Linked DNA regions of Mus musculus: regions 1 and 2 are each linked to region 3. The links are chromatin contacts, called in public HiChIP or PLAC-seq maps. All regions are on one chromosome and are shown on one strand. Each heading gives the region's core, a stretch centred on a gene start, on an enhancer-like site or on the middle of the called end of the contact. The rest is flanking DNA. Distances are from core to core; before and after follow the strand shown. Region 1 overlaps Frmd4b (FERM domain containing 4B). Region 2 has its middle 13 kb from the start of Gm52868. Region 3 overlaps Frmd4b (FERM domain containing 4B).

Region 1 (2,700 bases), core at 28-2,527, 140 kb before region 3:
AGTAGGGAATAGGGACTGAAAACAGGAACTTCTAGTATCCCAGGATTGCTTTCAATACCCTTCCCTGTCGGTATAAAAATATTTCACATGCTCTCTTTAATTGTTTACCTCCCTCCCTCCCGAGGAATGATTTTTCTTTATCTGGTGATAGCTGTTTATCAGGCACGGGGCCAGAATATAATCTCATTCAGTTCTCACACCCTCCCCTTCAGCTAGTGGGATTACAGTTGTGCAAGATGAGGAAGACACCTTTAAAGAGATGAAAACTGTACCGAGGAACGCAAGGCAAATAAGCACTAGGGATATAGCTCAGTGGGAGAGTGCTTGCTAAGCCTGCTGGAGTCTCTGTGGTTGGAGACTCCGCATGGCAAAAATACTCACAGATATCTGTACAAACACACACAACTCCTTTTTTTTTTCGAATTTTCGAGACAGGGTTTCTCTGTATAGCCCTGGCTGTCCTGGAACTCACTCTGTAGACCAGGCTGGCCTCGAACTCAGAAATCTGCCTGCCTCTCACACACAACTCCATACACAGAACCAAGATCACAGAGACAATAGACATCAGGGCCAGGATGGAGGATGGCCCCTCAACTCTTGGGCTGCGTCATGGTGCTTCACTGATGGAAAACCACTTGGACCCCTGCCCAACCCCAAGAGTGACAAAAACTTAAAGCTAGAATAAATGAAGAATGCTTGCTAGTGCCCTGGTAGTAAGTCAAACATGGCCCCAACATCTAGAGGCAATAATTAACAGACATTATCTAAAAGGGCTAGCAGGCCTTTACCAACAGGCCTTAAACAACCCCTTTTAAAACCAGCCTTTTGGCACAAGTCTCTGATTCTTGGTCCGTCTCTCTCCTGGTTTGCTTTTCCATCAACAAGGTAGGCACACGGCCATTAATTTGTCAGCATGACCTCGATTCTTTCCTGGGCATTGGAGAACTTGCTGCCTGCCCAGATGCTGAAGCATGAGCCTTCTTTTGTGTGGGTGCTCACAACCCTTTAAACTATGCATCCTTTTAGCGTGTGCAAGCTGGCCGGGAAAGGGCCTTGCAGAACACACTCCTGTCCCCGGCTCAAATCAACAGGTTACAGAAAGCAAGATCCACCATCAGATTTCAACAAACGAAAGCAGGGTGCAAACCACAGCCTAGAGTGGACCCCTGGAATGACGGAGGAGAGGAGGGCAAGCAAGAGACACCACAAGGAGAGAGCTAACATCCTGTCAGAAGTGAGAAGCCAGTGTTGAAAACGGAAGAGGAAAGCTGCAGCCTGATAACAGGACGTGGCTGCTGGGCCTAGTCTAGACTCTGGACGGAAGAAGCCAGCCTGATTGTGATCGGCCTGAGGCAGTGGATACAGAGCTGTGAATGTGAGGGAAGGCTTTTGCGAATCAGGAGCACTATCGAGGAAATGAAGTTCAGCATTGCTGTGAGAATCTGACGCACCATTACGTGGGGGGAAAAAAATCTGATGGCTTGTTTTTGTTTCTTATGCACTGCAAACCCACATTTATTAAGGAGAGGGGAGAAAGAACTCTGAGAGTGGAAAGAAGGCTGAGATTCATTCTCTCTCTCTCTCTTTCTCTTTCCCTCTCTCTCTCCCCTCTCTCTCTCTTTCTCTTTCTCTCTCTCTCTTTAAAGAAACACTTCCAATGTTGTGAGAATTTTGGGACTTCTCAGGCCGTACTAGGTGATTATAGGTTGACTTGTGAGTTGGCCTAAGGTCTATTTTGCACACAAGTTGAGTAAAACCTAACAAGACTCTTGCGTGTTCTTTACTAAAAAGGTAAAAATTCAGGACAGACTAGTGGGCAGAAACATAGTACTATGGGTGAGCTATGCCTTAAGAAACCATGACTGGCAGTGGCTTGGCTAGGACTCTTTATTATTCCCAGTACCCCAAGCCCACTGCCCCACCCACAGTGGAAGCTGTAATGGCCTTCAAAAGACAATTGGTAGCTAGGTGTGTTGACTCGCACCCGTAATCTCGGAATTGGGTGGAGGGTGGCCGGGAGGATCGTGAGAGAGAATCTGTTACAAAGATTATGTGTTTCCATATAATGGAACTTGCGGAAGCTTAAAAGGTGGCAAGAGGGTTGGGGAAGCAGCGCTTGCCTGGCTTTTGCAAGGCCCCGGATCTGATCGGCAGCATTCCTTACTCCAGTGTTGTTCACAGGGCTGACAAGAGCCTGCCAGCCAGCTGATGACAAACACAGGAGGATGTGGTGGTTGGAGGCTGCCTTGTGGCTTTTGTTAACGCTTCTCTAACAAAGCAGCCCCAAAGCCCGACTAGTCTCACCCAGCAGAGCGGGATGAGCAGGGGAAGGGAGGCCATGCTCTGCCCAACGCAGCCTTTCCTATTATCCGTGTTAATGACACAACCGTGGAGTGGGGACAAGAAAGGTCCTTGGCTTCCATAACGTAAGGACGATTGTGAGCATTGCTCGATGGTAGAAGGAGTCTCAGAAGACACAGAGCAAGGTTAGTTTCCAGGGTTGCTTTAGGAAGAACGCAGCAGAAGACAGGTGGATGTGTAAGAGTTATTTTCAACCGTGATGCTGGGTTGTGATAAGGCAGGTGAGTTAACCATAGTTTGTTATTAAGAGGCCACTGTTTCACTCTGACAGCCTGCAGGGATGGCAGCAGAGCGGAGAAAGGAAGAGTGGGAGCCTCACCCAGAACAGCGTGAGTCGGT
Region 2 (2,864 bases), core at 327-2,826, 230 kb before region 3:
AGCGCGCATTTAGAAAGAAAGAAATGAGCATGTATTTTATTAATTCCTTAGGAGATCAGGGAGAGCAACCACAGTTGAGCTTTTGAGCCTGCAAAGCTTCCCTAGAGAACCAAGCCAAAGGAGTTTAAACAGCTCCTGTACCTCAAAGCTGTTGACAGTACGCATGGTGGCCATACACTTACATAAATAGCACTGGAGTTAGGATGGCGTGAGCCTTTGCATTGCACTACAGTTACCCCTTTATGGCTCATATATTAAGAAATAGATGACATGTGGGTGTTTGCCAGTTGGGTGATTTCACAGGTGAAATAGAAAACACTTAGGTTTTCCTAACATTGAAAGGATAACTGGTGGGGCCTTTTCCAAAGCCCTTCTGTGTGTCCTAAATAGCCCATGACCACCCTGGCAGCTCTGATGTCTTGTGGTTTAGCCTCTCAGTCGACATGAAGCCTTATCTTGAGCCCAGAGCTTCAGATAGGGTTTAGAATCTGTAGCATTACCCAAGTAGGAAGAATAAAATTGGAAGCATTTTAGTGAGACTTTATTCAATGTATATCTGTGCTAAATATCAAAAACTTGGCAATATCCTGGAAAAAAACTGAAAAAAAACTTAATACTTCTACCTTGTATTTTGAAAGCTGTTTAATAAAACCCATTATAGGTGTTTATTTGAAGCTAGAAAAACAACTGAAGTTTGGCAGAATCTTTTAAACTTGCTATGGGTTTATATGCATTTAAACCCTGTGATGGTTTGTATGTGCTCGGCCCAGGGAGTGGCACAGTTAGAAAGTGTGGCCTTGTTGGAATAGATGTGTCACTGTGGGCATGGGCTTTAAGACCCTCACGCTAGCTGCCTGGGAGACAATATTCTGCTATCAGCCTTCAGATGAAGATGTAGAACTCTCACCTATCCTGTACCACGCCTGCCTGGATGCTGCCCTGTTCCCACTTTGATGATGATGAACTGGTCCTCTGAACCTGTAAGCCAGCCCCCATTAAAAGCCATCCTTATAAGAGTTGCCTTTGTCATGGTGTCTCTTCACTGCAGTAAATCCTTAACTAAGACACCCCCACACACACACTTTTTGTTTTGGGGTTTTGGTCTTTGGGTTTTTGTATTTGTTTTTTTGGAGGGGGGTTCAAGATGTTTTCTCTGTGTAACAGCTCTGGCTGTCCTGAAACTCACCTTGTAGACCAGGGTGAGTCTACAAGATTCACCTGCCTCTGCTGTGGGAGTGCTGGGATTAAAGGCGAGTGCCCAGCACCAAACCCCATCCATTTTAATGTCATATATTCTGACACAATTGTCATGAATTTGTAGGAAGCGATAGCTTGAAATTTAAAAAGGTATTCAGTGCAATTTCCAACAGCCAGTAATCAAGCCCAGAAAGATGACTTCTTAGTTTCCCTTCCTGGTGCTGTGATAAAATACTCCGCCTAATGAAAGAGGCTACGGTAGAAAGGACCAATTGTTAGGCACTGATTTATTGATCTGTTTAGTGATTTACTTACATTGCTGCCTGGAACAGAATGACCTGGAGAGACAGTTGAAACAAGGGAGCATTGTCCATACCAACCTGCTGACTGGCACTTCTGTAAAATCTTGCTTGTTTGCCCTGTACATCCTTGTGGTTTCAAAGCTGTGGTTCACACCCTTCCTAATGTTGTGACCCTTTAATGTAGTTCCTAAAATCAGGGTTGCTGTTTCAGAGTCTAAAACGAGAATACAAACTGGACCCAGGACTGAGGCGTTTCACAAGATGTCCTGGCTTCAGTCTACCAGTGACATCTCCTCTCTTCCACTCTCATTGGTGTCAGGGTGCTTATTCCACAAAGATTCCTGCACCATGAAAGTAACTTAAGAGAGAAAAGGTTTATGCTAGCTTACAGGTCAAGGAAGGTACAGTCTATCACCGTGGGAAAGTAAACGCAATAGGAGCCTAAAGTTGCTAGACTTACTACACCCACAGTCAGAGGCAGGAAGTGATGAGTGCATGCTGTCGTCCAGCTCCACTTTCATCTAGGGAATGGTGCCACCCACAGTGGGCGGATCTTCCCACTTTAATGTAATCAAGGTAATTCTCAGCTGGTATGCTCAGAGGTCTGTCTCCCAGGTGATTTCAGATTCTGTCAAGTTGATAATGAACACCATCAATCACAGAAAATAACAGGAAAAAAAAACCCATGGTGTATAAATACCATATTTTTTAAATTTACATTTATTTATTTTGTTCATGTGAAGGTCAGAATACAATGTATGGTAATCACTTCTCTCCTACTGTGTGCGTTCTGGTTGTTAGCCCTTGGCAGCAAGCATGCTTACCTGTTGAGCCATCTCACTGACCCTAATACTACCTACCTCTTAAAACAAATTAAAACCGTAGATAAACAAAGAGCACAGTGGGAACTGCTTTCTCTCTGTGTGTCTCCCTTGACCTTGATTTGATTTCTGGAATCCATATAACGGGGGAAGGGGAAAGCTGATTCCACTGAGGGGTCCTCTGACCATAACCTATCTATGACATGCATGTGCATGCTCTTACACACACAGCTAAAAATAACACTTTTGAAGGGGATAACAAAGCTATTATCTGATGGCTATTTTTTTAAAAATTGCTTAGCTGAAAACTACATAAATGTGTCCACTTTTGTATTCTCTATCTTTAAAACCAAAACCAAACCAAACCAGAAAGTCCAGAATTTTTTCATAATTTGTTCTTCCTACGATGAACTGTTTCTAGTTTGTTCCACTAGAGCAGCGGTTCTCAATCTGTGGGTCTTGACGCCTTTCACAGGGGTGGCCCAAGACCATCCAAAAACACAGGTTTAACTTTACAATTCACAGCAGTAGCAAAATTACAGTT
Region 3 (3,127 bases), core at 88-2,587:
TGCTCATTTCTTAAGTTTTCGTTCATGACAAGGACTATGACATTGGTTCTTCACAAGGTGCCAGGCACCAGAGCTGGTATTATGGGTGTTCAGATTAGCATTGTGGTTGCACAGGATCCCAGACTCATTAGGACCTCATGCTTGATGTGTTTCTTCTTTACCACGGCTCTTTTCCCCCCTTTGAGATAGTTTCTCTGTGTAGCTCTGGCTATCCTGGACTTCACTCTGTAGACCAGGCTGAACTTGAACTTAGAGATCTGACTGTCTCTGCTTCCTAAGTGCTGGAATCAAAGGCATGCTCCACTACCACCCAGCCATTATACTTCTTCTTCTTCTTCTTCTTTTTTTTCCATTACACTTCTTAATACTATTGTTATTATTTTGTGTTGATTGGGCTCAAACTAAGGGCTGTGTGTTGGCTGGGCAAATGTTCTACTTGTCAAGTACATCTCCAGCCCTTGTATTTTTGAGACAGAGTCTCAAACGTCTTGTCTTGAACACGTGACCCTCCCTCCCTCTGCCTCCCAAATATGGGAGTTACAGGTCCTGCCATGCTTGACTCTTGTTGAATAAGGAGTTGTGTGTTTTCCTTTTGCATAGGGACTCTCTGCCTGGCATTGTGCTGAGCAGGAGAGGCAAGGACTATGACCACAAGTCATGATAAAAATGAGGGCCAAGGACCCTGCCCAAGGCAGCTGCTTGCAGGGACGTGGGCTGAGCATAAAGCGTGTCTACTATGCTCAGGGCTACGCAGTATGGCACCTGGGAAGCTCTCAGCAGCTACTGAATGAAAAAGAACTTCTGTTTAAAAAGGAAAATCACCAACTACAGAAAATGAATTCATAAGTTCCTAAAACTGGGGCTGATAACACTGAAAGTTTATTTAAGGTCTCCCTGCGATCACATGCTACAACCGTTGGACTGGACAGTACGCCGTGTCCAGGAAAAACAGCTCCGATGGAAAAATCTGTTACTCATGTTCTCCTCCAGGCAGAAAAAGAGGGAACTTTCTTGCACAGGGCGGGTTCTTGCTTTCTTAACCACAAATGGAAAAGCCGAGGTGAAAAGCTTGGGGGAGAGCGGCAGGCATCCGGGCTTCTCAGGACTGTCTTACAGCAAGAGGCCAAAGGCACGTGCGGCACTGGACACAAACTGTAAAATCTAATAACTTCCTCATGTTTGGAAAAATAAAGACAAAGAGGCCTTTGAACACCGTGTTTGAAGTCCACTTCACACACAGGGACAGAGACCCAGAGCACTCAGTGCTAGGAGCCTCCCAGCTGGGGGTAAGAAAACGGACTCTGCACCCAGGGTCCGGATTCCCAAGCAGGGACTTTCACAGAGGTTGCACAGACAATGCGAAGAAAGTGGCATGACCTTCCACGCAGCCTTCAATCTCACTTCCTTCCTGGCTTTCTGCAGAATCTGATTTTTTTTGTTCTGTTTCGGTTTCCCCTTTCTCTGCCCATTTGCAGTGCTTTGAAAAAAAAAAACTATCCCCTCCTCTTTCTCCTACCCCTCCTCCTCTCCCCTCTCCTCCTCCTCTTCCTCCTCTACTTCTGACACAGGGGTCTTCTCTATATAGCCAGGCTAGCCTTAAGTTAGAGTTACTCCTATCTAAAATGATTTTTTTTTAACGAAGGAAGACTTTATTTAGGGTACACACAGTGGCTGAACTGGCATCACTCACTGTATCCGTTTCTGCACACACCTTTTAATCTGGCCACTCTTGAGACATCTAAATCAGTAGTTCTCAAATCTGTGGCTCTCGACCCCCGCAGGGTCATATAGCAGATATCCTGCCTATCAGATGCTTACAGTACGCTTCATAGGGCAAAATTACAGTTATGAAGTAGCAATGAAATAATTCTATGGCGGGGGCGGGGGTCACCACAACATGAGAAACTGTGTTAAAGGGTCACAGCATTAGAAAGGTTAAGAGCCACTCTCTTTATTATTCCCTCCTTTCTGTCCTCTGGGTCATTGTAAACCAAATCTACAACTCTGGGTAATTTTGTCTGTAAAGATTTCAATATAAAAGATCATGACATTGTTTTTAAATATAAACCCAGATAACTAAAAGAAAAAAAATCTCACTATCTTCACATATCTGTTAAGAGTTCAGATTTCCAATTGATTGATAATGTTCCTTATTTGCTTATTTTTGGGTCAAGGTCTCACTATGTAGTACAACTTGGCCTCAAACTCATGACTACCCTGCCCCAGCCTCTGGAGTACTAGGATTATAAATGTATTTGACTGCATCTGTTTCCAATTCTTTCCCTCTCCTTCTCGCCTTACATCTCCGTCTCCCTCTTCTTCTCTGTCTGAGTCAGGGTCTCTCTATCTCTCTATATAAGCCCTAGCTATTCTGGAACTATCTATGTAGAAACACTGGCTTTGACCTCACAGAGATCTGTCTGTCTTTGCCTACAGAATGTGCTGGGATTAAGGGTGTATACTACCATGGGTGGCCTCACTCCTCCCCAAACCCACTTTGTTGGACATAATATCCAAAAACAGAAACCATAGTTTGACACAGGCCCACATTTCTCTTAGATTTTAGGTAATCTATAGGTACCCCCATTGTTATTTATTTACTGAAGATGTGGAGCTGTTTAGCCCATCAATTCTCAGACCACCCAGCTTGCTGACTGTGTTTCTAAGGCATCTACTGTGGTTCCTGAAGGCCTTGGCTTCTGGCTGGATCCTTTAATCAGGATTGTCTCTTAGATCCTATAGCCTGTGTGTTCTTGCATTGGAAGGATGTTTGTTCTATTATGGTACAAAACCAATATTCATGACCAAGGTCATTTATTCAATCAAGGACATCAACATGACAATTTTCTAATCCTGCTAGCCCTATTTAGTAGAGTACCTCAGTATGAACAGCTCTGCCCTTAATTGCAAATGGGTGATGCTCTGTTCAATGTTGCTGAATGACTGGTCAGCTAGGAGCATCCCTACATATTAAATCCATGGTATAAACAGCTACGAAGATAGAGAACACATCTAGAAAATTACCTCTGACAATTTTACAGACATGCTTCAGATTTAGACCAACAGAGATTGTTTCCCTTTATTCTAGAATTTGATATAATTTGATTTAGAGATGGGTTCTTTTTAG

The links. HiChIP or PLAC-seq counts read pairs in DNA pulled down with a chosen protein or histone mark.
Region 1: a contact with region 3 is called in an H3K27ac HiChIP or PLAC-seq map of microglia, with 7 times the contacts expected there. The contact joins two enhancer-like sites. A contact is called at or near these places in 2 of 115 datasets of contacts at active chromatin or transcription factors (memory CD8 T cells and microglia) and 2 of 9 other capture datasets (adipose tissue and liver).
Region 2: a contact with region 3 is called in an H3K4me3 HiChIP or PLAC-seq map of bone marrow-derived macrophages, with 3 times the contacts expected there. The contact joins two enhancer-like sites. A contact is called at or near these places in 3 of 115 datasets of contacts at active chromatin or transcription factors (bone marrow-derived macrophages, memory CD8 T cells and microglia) and 2 of 9 other capture datasets (adipose tissue and embryonic stem cells).

Annotation. Positions count from the first base shown.
Region 1 is chr6:97,320,089-97,322,788 of GRCm38.p6, forward strand. The region is part of intron 11 of Frmd4b (FERM domain containing 4B); the gene reads right to left. Among named protein-coding and RNA genes, the nearest start is that of Gm32191, 69 kb to the left of the region's middle. Within about 2 kb of position 1,278, at least 61 of the 459 cell types and tissues checked have an H3K27ac peak or open chromatin away from gene starts, as enhancers often do. A contact at or near this core is called in memory CD8 T cells and microglia, where this site is marked.
Region 2 is chr6:97,233,460-97,236,323 of GRCm38.p6, forward strand. No RefSeq gene overlaps it. Among named protein-coding and RNA genes, the nearest start is that of Gm52868, 13 kb to the left of the region's middle. Within about 2 kb of position 1,577, at least 18 of the 459 cell types and tissues checked have an H3K27ac peak or open chromatin away from gene starts, as enhancers often do. A contact at or near this core is called in bone marrow-derived macrophages, where this site is marked.
Region 3 is chr6:97,463,009-97,466,135 of GRCm38.p6, forward strand. All of the region lies in intron 1 of Frmd4b (FERM domain containing 4B), which reads right to left. Among named protein-coding and RNA genes, the nearest start is that of Frmd4b, 23 kb to the right of the region's middle. Within about 2 kb of position 1,338, at least 108 of the 459 cell types and tissues checked have an H3K27ac peak or open chromatin away from gene starts, as enhancers often do. A contact at or near this core is called in bone marrow-derived macrophages, memory CD8 T cells and microglia, where this site is marked.